Regions from separate parts of the Mus musculus genome. Here all the other regions are linked to region 1. The links are chromatin contacts, called in public Hi-C maps. All regions are on one chromosome and are shown on one strand. Each heading gives the region's core, a stretch centred on a gene start, on an enhancer-like site or on the middle of the called end of the contact. The rest is flanking DNA. Distances are from core to core; before and after follow the strand shown. Region 1 has its middle 52 kb from the start of Apob. Region 2 holds the start of Gdf7 (growth differentiation factor 7). Region 3 holds the start of 5033421B08Rik (a long non-coding RNA gene).

Region 1 (2,783 bases), core at 74-2,573:
ACCACCCACCCACTCCCACTTCTCTATCCTTGATTCCCCTATACTGGAGCCTTCATAGGACCAAGGACCTCTTCTCTCATTGATGCATGACAAGGCCATCCTCTGCTACATATGCAGCTGGAGCCATGTGTACTCCTTTGTTGATGGCTTAGTCCCTAGGAGCTCTGGGGGGTGTGGTTGGTTGATATTGTTGTTCTTCCTATGGGGTTGCAAACCCCTTCAACTCCTTCAGTCCTTTCTTTAACTCCTCTAATGGGGACCCCGTGCTCAGTCCAATGATTGGCTGTGAGCATCTGTCTCTGTATTTGTAAGGCTCTGGCAGGGCCTCTCAGGAGACAGCCATATCAGGCTCCTTTCAGCACGCACTTCTTGGCATCCACAATAGTGTCTGGGTTTGGTAACTGTATATGGGATTAATTCCCTTGGTGGGGTAGTCTCTAGGTGGCCTTTCCTTTAGTCTCTGCTCTACACTTTATCTCCATACTTGCTCCTGTGAGTATTTTGTTCTCCTAAGAAGGACCAAAGCACCCACACTTTGGAGAGACTACCTTTCGAAACCACTTCGCCTGGGGCCACTCTTGCTTAGGGAAAAGGCAGTCACGTTTATCCCATTCAACAGCTCAGAGACCTCTCTGGCCCATGAAGGTGATGGCAGAGCTTCCCTGGACCCAGGTGTGTTCAGAGGATAATGTTGGGGAATGATGCACGGCAGGGTTGTATTCACATGTGGAAGGTAGACAGAGAATGAATGTGGCATTCTGCCCATGGAGCTGAGAGGGGCTCTAAGGGCAGGGGGTAGGTGGGTGCAGTGTCAGAAAAGCTAGAACAATAGGGTCAGGAAGCAGCATAGGAAAGAGTGGGTTGAGAGGTTGGAGAGAACACAGATGCTGTGGGCTGCTTATAAACACCTGTGCACTTTCTCTGGATAAAGGTTGGGATTTAGACACAGGCAGAGAAAGAGTCCCAACAGAGGGTACTTAGGCAACATCTCTGGTGGCCCTCTGGTCTCCAGTGGGGCCTGTGATGGAAATCCAGCCTCTGACACACCCAGTCCTTTTGAGGTGGAAGGCTGGAAGCCTTGGAATGCAGCCTGAGGGCCTGGGCTTGGATCTCCCAGAGTCTCGATGACTTGGCCTCCAGGAGAGCAGAGGCTAGAGCAACGACACTGGCCCCTACCTTCTAACAGACAGAAAGCAGAGCTGGTTGTAAAACCTTAATTAAATGAAATATTTTAACAAGAAATTCCAAGAACAGAATGGCCTGCTTGTAAGCAAGCCATCATGAAAATAAAAGCTGACAGGAAGTGTGTGTTCCGTTCAGCAGTTGAAAGTTTCTGCAAGAAGGAATAAGAAATTGTGGAGAGCTGGGCTGCCTCACACAAGTGCTGAGCAGAGGCTGGTGGGCAGAACTCCACAAGGCAGGGTCTGAGTGGGACCATAATCCTCTGGCTTTGATGAGTTTGGATGACCTACCACCATCCACACACTCAGACCTTCCCTGAACACCCGTAATGAGCCTGGGAGTGTGTGAGGCTATAGACACACAAGGCTCTCAACAGGTAATGAGACAGGTGCCACAGAGGCAAAACTGAGATTAGTACTCTCGACGATGGGCGCGCCCTACCTCTCCCTAAGTCCCGGTTCTTTACAACTTGGTTTACCTTTCCAGCCTGGCCACTCACAAAGGTACTCATGAAAGCACTTAACTAAGACTGCAGGGAGATTCTCTAGGGATAGAGTATGCCCTTCCTGAGAGAAAACAGTAAGTCCTGTGTACACATTTACACAGCAGATGGAATATAGTCTAGTATACTTGCGCCCATCCTGAGTCTTGTACATTAGATGATCTAGGAACCCATTCCTGCCGGGATGTCTGGGCACTTCTAGGCCAGGTGAGAGAAAATGGGAGATCAACTATTGGGCAAATAGTCAAAGGCGAGTGAGCTCAGGAGAGGCATGGAAATTCTAGGAAGACTTCCTGGAGGAGGTGAGCTGTGAGAGAACCTGAAGAAGGCATGCCTGGCAGGGGAAGGAAGGAGTGAAATAGGAGATCGAGTACCAGAGATGGTATGTGACCAAGGGACAAGAGAATTTGGCCCCGGAGAAGAGTAGAACCAGGGATGTGCTGCCCTAGGCACGGATCAGAGGGAGAGGGAGAGAGGGAGAGAGGGGGATGGGGAGAGTGGGGGAAGGGGGAGGGGGAAGGGGGAGGGAGAGGGAGAGGGAGAGGGAGAGAATCTGTTCCCATCTCACTCTGGGGTGCAGAGAGGAAAGCAGACCGTGTACACAAGTGGAGTAAGTTGCTGAGATTTTTGGATTCTTTCTTTGAGTAGAGGAATTTCTGTGACAATAGGAACAGGTTTCCCTTTTGCTACCCAGTATACTGACTACACACATTTTCCCTACTGCCTCAGCAGACCTGGTACCAAGCTTTATAAAAATTCCCCAAACCTCTGAAATCTGCATGCTAGACTTGTTTTCTCCAGTGTAGTTCATAGGACAAGAGGGCACTTATAAGAATATTTCCCACCAAGGTGTCTGTACTGGCTGGTTTTGTGTGTCAACTTGACACAGGCTGGAGTTATCATGGAGAAAGGAGCTTCAGTTGGGGAAATGCCTCTACGAGATCCAGCTGTAAGGCATTTTCTCAATTAGTGATTGAGTGGGAAAGACCCCTTGTGGGTGGGACCATCTCTGGGCTGGTAGTCTTGGGTTGTATAAGAGAGCAGGCTGAGCAAGCCAGTAAGTAACATCCCTCCATGGCCTCTGCATCAGCTCCTGCTT
Region 2 (2,740 bases), core at 69-2,568, 270 kb before region 1:
GGGAGTATAAGACTCCAACGCGGGAGCCTGGGCTATGTAGTTTATTAGGAAGAGGCTTTTAGATAGCACCTTGACCTGACTCACGGACCGGGCGTGGATTCTGAGTTTGGTATCCAGAACAATGCTAAAGTAATGGATTTGGGGTCCAGGCTTTTAAATCCCTTGGACAGTTGGTCTATTTTCTGGACATTCTTGCTCTGGGGTTTGTCTGAACTAAATCGACACACATGCTGGCGCCTTCCCCCCTCAGAGCAGGAGTGGGGAGGAAGTTAGCCAAACAAAAGTCCCAGCGTCTGTATGCTCAAGAGTCGCCCAGGCATAGACCAGAGGTGGCCCTTTCCACCCATGCTCATAGAGTGCTATAACCATGCTGGCATCCGAGCGCTATTCCATGGCTTTGCAACGCAGCCTCTGGGCTTGTGGTTGCACTCTTGCCTTTTGCTCTGAAGACCTTGAAGAAATGTGGTCACCTGCCCCACTCTCCCCTTTCCCCGGGCAAATTACTTTGCACATTCAAACCCTGAGACCTAATTTGAGTAGGATTCCGCTGGTCCCCGCCTTCCTAATTCATTAAACCCTTTAAGATTTCAGCTCCTGCTTTGGCTCAAGATGCCCACCCAAAGCTTTTCCGGTCCGTGCCCATCTGTACCCTCCAGCCACTCATCCTTCATCACAGATCCTCTCCCTTTCTCTGGCCTCCCACTGTTATCTTCAGAGGGCTGTGGACGGGAGAGGGTGGCATCCAAATGTGTATCGTAAGCATCCCTAGGAACTCCCTAATGAGCATCCATCAAGGGGGCGTACGGCGAGAAAGCTGGATGGGAGGGGCCCAGTCTTGACTTGGCCCGGGTCTGGCATCCCTAGCACTCACAAGATCACGCGGAGGGCGGTGTTTCTCCATGGAGGAGTCGGGAGGAAGCTGGGCGGGTACGCGAGACGCCCCATCTTCCAGCCAAGGAGTGCGCTGAGGTCTTGGGGCGGAGGGGGGTGGGGGCTCGTAGTACCTTCGGGAGGGGAGGCGGGGCACCGCGTTGTGGCAGGAGCCTCGGGCGGATGGCCTTCTCTTGGCAAGGACAAGGACCAGGCACTACAGCAAGGGGAGGCGACTTCTACCCTGCACTGCGCGATAGGCCTGAGTTGGGGGGCTCAGCGCTGCGGGTTGAACGTTCAGCAGGGGGCGCTGCTCCGAGCGCTGGGCGGGGGTGGGGTGGGAGAGGAGGGGGGCAGCGGCTTGCTGCGCACACTTCCCCCATTATTAAACACTATGTTCAAAAGGCGTCGGGGGACTTCCCGGAGCCACGGAGCCCGTGTCGCGCGGCCGGCCGGCCCAAGGAGCCCATGGACCTGAGCGCTGCCGCCGCGCTGTGTCTCTGGCTGCTGAGCGCTTGCCGTCCCCGCGACGGGCTAGAAGCTGCCGCGGTGCTCCGAGCGGCGGGGGCTGGACCAGCCTGGAGCCCCGGGGGCGGCGGCGGCGGGCGGACCCTCGCCCGGGCTCCAGGCCCTTCAGCTCTCCAGGCCGCTGCGGTTCCGGGTCCCCGAGCTGTGCGCCGCGCTGCGGGTTCTGGCTTCAGGAACGGCTCGGTGGTGCCACACCACTTCATGATGTCGCTTTACAGGAGCCTGGCGGGGAGGGCTCCGGTCGCGGCAGCTTCAGGGCACGGGCGTGTGGACACAATCACCGGCTTCACAGACCAAGCAACTCAAGGTACTTTACGCGTCTTCTGCGCACCAGCCCATCCCGTCTACTCTTGACTGGAGACGAGCCGGGGGAGGCAAGCCTCTGCCCGATTCGATCCTGAACTATGATCCCTATAGTTATCCTCAGGTGCTGGAGAGAAAAAGTTGTCTTCGAAGTCATTGTTCACGAACCCCTAAGCCAGTCAAGGCTTGGTCTCCGAGGGCTAAGGGAGTGGGAGCCGCTCTTCAGAACAGGCTGGCAGGTTCCCCTCAAGCCAAGCGGAGCTCAAGATCCGCTTCTTTGGGGGAAGGGTCTAGTGTAGCCTTGGGCCTGGAGCCCTGGGAGAAGAAAGAAGGGCAGGAGTTGTGGCCTTTGAGTTCCCGCCAAGAGGGACGAGAGCAGTGATGGTAGTGCCTTGTGTTCAGCGGGGGACTGGGGACTATACACAAATTGAAGCTCAGGGGAATTCAGGGTAGAGCAGCTGGTATCCAATTAAAGTCATGGCCTCTCGGTATCAGAAGGACCCCTCTCAGGCAGGCCGTTTCGGGTGGATGGTGGCTTGTGTATGGGAAGAGAGTTTGGGTGCCTGCCTTCCTTCTGTGACAGTAGGCCCCAGCAGCCAGAGTCCAGGGCCTCGGCTTGTGTGGGGAGAAAAGGGATGGTTGGAGCTCAAACATCACATTTTACCCTGTGTAGGGCCCTCCAAAGGTAGGATGTGGGTGGGGTTGTGGGGTGGTTGTAGTATGTGTGTGTCATCTGGCTTTTATTAATCTCCATTGAAGTCATTAAAGCAGACAGATAGGGAAAATTTAACTAATTTCAGGCGGAAATGCAAGTAATTTTGGCTTCAATTCTGCCCAGCCAAAGATCTAGCTTGGAAATCAGGAGGGAAAGGAAGGCAAGTAGGGCTGAAAAGTGAGGCTAGGCAGCCTTTGGCAGTCTGCAGGCCTTTGATACCAGCGTGGGAAAACAGGCTGTGGCTACCACGCATCAGCCATCTCAGAAACACACTCAGTGCGCAGCATGTACGCACAGACAGCTTTGTTTCCATACATAGAACTC
Region 3 (2,882 bases), core at 49-2,548, 480 kb before region 1:
AAAGCTTTTAGGGCATGCAAAATTAGCTTTCCTTTGGACCACACTTTGCCTGGGGTCCCACTGAGTCCCTTCTGGCTATACCATTCTAGGTGTGTCCTTGTGTCCCACTAACATCCTGACGTGTTTAAGCCTGTATAGATAGATGCTGTTAGGAGAGAAGGAAGTGGGAGAAGGGCTTGAGTCTGTGGGAACATCAGGGCTCCAGACAGTGACTCCAACTCCTACACAGATATAAATCCAGCTCTCTTATGCTTTTGGGCTCTCACATGTAACTCAGGAAGAGGGCCCTGGAATCGAAACACACACACACACACACACACACACACACACACACACACACGAACACAGGATATTGGGAACATTTAAGTGGCCAGCAAAGTCAAAAGCTGCAGGTTAGAAGGCTTCTAATTCAGTATATTTTGTAGTTTTGACTCCAAATCTGCAGAGTAACAGGCTGAACACCGAGGTGGGTATCCTGTGTTACAGTCTTGGGTTAGACTCTACTCTTTTTTTAAGGGGAACTGATGAAAGCCTTCAACTAACTAGACGAGACCCACCTACAGTTTTGAGTGTAACCTACTCCAAGACTGCAGCTTTTGGTGTTAATCTGTCTTTTCAGAAAATGCTCTTGCATTTAGATGAATGCTGTGTGGTGGAGCATTTGAGCATCGCAGTGTAGCCAAGTCCCTGGTAGGAGCCCTAGGGTGCCGAGTGCAAGGAGCCTCAATTAGTAGTGTTTCACAGGCCTTGTAGCCACTCACTGCTGTGGGAACTGTGTCTGGGAGCCACTGGGCGAGGGTTGTTTATGCATGAAGTATCTCAAGGAAACCCCTTTCCTGTCTCAGATGATCACCCCAGACTTTGCCTCATATGCCTTTCCTCTCTGCTGATTCTGCTTTGTGCTGTACCCTGCCATAAATCACATCTACGGAACATTTCCAGGCTTATCACTGGATTATCGATCAAAGGAAATCTTGGAGACGACTATTTACTTACCTTCAACTGCTCTGATCTAGACTTGGCCGACCTCCAGTTCCAGTAAATGCCTCTCCCCGACCTATACTCCCAGTCTCCTATTCAGCCTCCTATACAGAATCCAGATCGCTGTGCCATCTCACGCCTCTCACGTGTTCTCCATTTGGCCGGGCTAACTTCCACGATACCAAGTCTCAGCATGTTTTGTTATCCAGTGCTGCGGAACAAGCCACCTCCAAACCCTGTGGCTTAAGACAACAACAGCTCATCATGTCTCATATCTCCGTGGGTTGATGAGTCAGGCGGTTCTTCAGCTTCCCAGGGGTTGGTCGGGAGTTTAGGGTGGAAATTTCTAGTGGCTCCACCCACACAGATGGCAGCACCAGCTGTTAGTTCAGCTGAGGCTAATGGCCAAGGTCACAGTTCTCTTCCATACGGGGCTTCTATGTAAGACTGGTTGATTTTCTTCAGAGCGTGGTGGGTGGGTTCCAGGGGAAATTTTTTTATTCCTAAAGAGCAAGACCACAGCAAGCTGCAGCTTGCATCAATCATGGCGAGATACCATTGAGGTAAGCTGGTGTTCCTGGCCAAACTCACAATCATTATAGGAGGGAGCTACACAAAGAAACTAGTGCTTGAGGGTGGAGTTTAATGGAGATTGCCAAAGAGCAATATGTCATTTATTCGAGTCTTCTCAGACCTTTGTATGCCACTCCCCTTGTACTTAACTTATAGCACTTACCCCATCAGCTGGAAGTAGCAGGTTTGGTTGCAAGAATTTTCCTGGACTGGAGCTCCTTTGAGAGCACACACTATCTGTGTTCTCCCTCTGTCCCAATCCTAAGTACACCCTGCTAGAAGGATTCATGGTAAAACTAGGGGAGTCACGATTACCACCTGTTTCCTATTTGCCAGACTCAAGCCCTATCAGTTAGACTTCGGAAGCTGAATAGACAGTTACACTGTCCTCAGAGTGTGGCAGCCAGGTGCTGTAAATAGATTCCTGGCAGATAGGAAGCATCTAGTAACCCTTAATGGCATCAATAAACACACGACAGAGTGAACTTCCTAGTTAATCATTGAGATTTCCACGTTGTAAATGCATCAGATTCTTTTTCTTTGTGACAGGGTCTCCCTCTGGTGCCTTGGCTGGCTTGGAAGGTACCATGTCGGTCAAGCTGCCCTAAACCTCACAATGACCCACCTGCCTCTGCCCCGTTGGGTGCTAGGGTTATTGGTGTGTTCCACTGTATCTTGTCTTTTCAGTTTTGTTTTTGTTTTTTTAGACATACACTGTGATCAAGATGAGAAAAAACACACATTCCGTAGATGAAGCAAGTTCATCAAAGTTGTCTTTAGGAGGCTTCTTTGGCCTCTCTTTGGGACAATTTCCTAGGAATACAGTTTCATTTGCTAAATCATGCTACACAGTTTTGTGTCAGGAAAGGACGAGGCACAGCCCATGAACGTGTTCTCTGATTCCCAGACTCTGGGGTTCTGAGCACTTAACTCCTAATGCAGGCTCCATCTATAAATAGTCACAGACACGTCTTCAGTGGCAACACACTGGAGTGTGGCAATCCATTGTGAACTCAGCTCCTCCCTACTGCAAAATTCTGACTTCATCAGAGAGCAGCAGGGGTGAATCATTCCTGTGCAGAGGCGCCAATGACATCATTCACTTTTTAAGAACCAGAGAGAGAGAGGTTGATGTTCTATTCTGTGTTTCCCTTTGGGACAAGGTTCTCTACCCCACTGTAGGCACCTGTCAGCTATGGGAACGACCCCTTACTTAAGACCTCCGCCAGCTTCTGCCTTTGGAATGCAGTGTTTAAAACTCAAATAAAAGAAGATTTGACTTAGTGCTATCCAATACCAAATGGTCAACCCTGAAAACATATAGATAA

The links. A called contact is a pair of places that touch in the nucleus more often than the background predicts.
Region 2: a contact with region 1 is called in a Hi-C map of uterus. The contact joins the promoter of Gdf7 here to the enhancer-like site in region 1. A contact is called at or near these places in 15 of 39 promoter capture datasets (the 3T3-L1 cell line, 3T3-L1-derived adipocytes, the C10 cell line and 9 more), 7 of 484 Hi-C or Micro-C datasets (the HPC-7 cell line, cranial neural crest, embryonic stem cells and 2 more), 10 of 115 datasets of contacts at active chromatin or transcription factors (bone marrow-derived macrophages, craniofacial prominence, embryonic forebrain and 6 more) and 1 of 9 other capture datasets (adipose tissue).
Region 3: a contact with region 1 is called in a Hi-C map of uterus, with 2.6 times the contacts expected there. The contact joins the promoter of 5033421B08Rik here to the enhancer-like site in region 1.

What each region holds. Positions count from the first base shown.
Region 1 is chr12:8,028,566-8,031,348 of GRCm38.p6, reverse strand. No RefSeq gene overlaps it. Among named protein-coding and RNA genes, the nearest start is that of Apob, 52 kb to the right of the region's middle. Within about 2 kb of position 1,323, at least 10 of the 459 cell types and tissues checked have an H3K27ac peak or open chromatin away from gene starts, as enhancers often do. A contact at or near this core is called in neural tube and uterus, where this site is marked.
Region 2 is chr12:8,300,532-8,303,271 of GRCm38.p6, reverse strand. Gdf7 (growth differentiation factor 7) reads left to right here and starts at 1,318. Exons shown (of 2, transcript NM_001312876.1): 1 at 1,318-1,705. The coding sequence starts at 1,339. It also overlaps a transcript of Ldah not described here.
Region 3 is chr12:8,509,579-8,512,460 of GRCm38.p6, reverse strand. 5033421B08Rik (a long non-coding RNA gene) reads right to left here and starts at 1,298. Exons shown (of 4, transcript XR_872469.3): 1 at 997-1,298.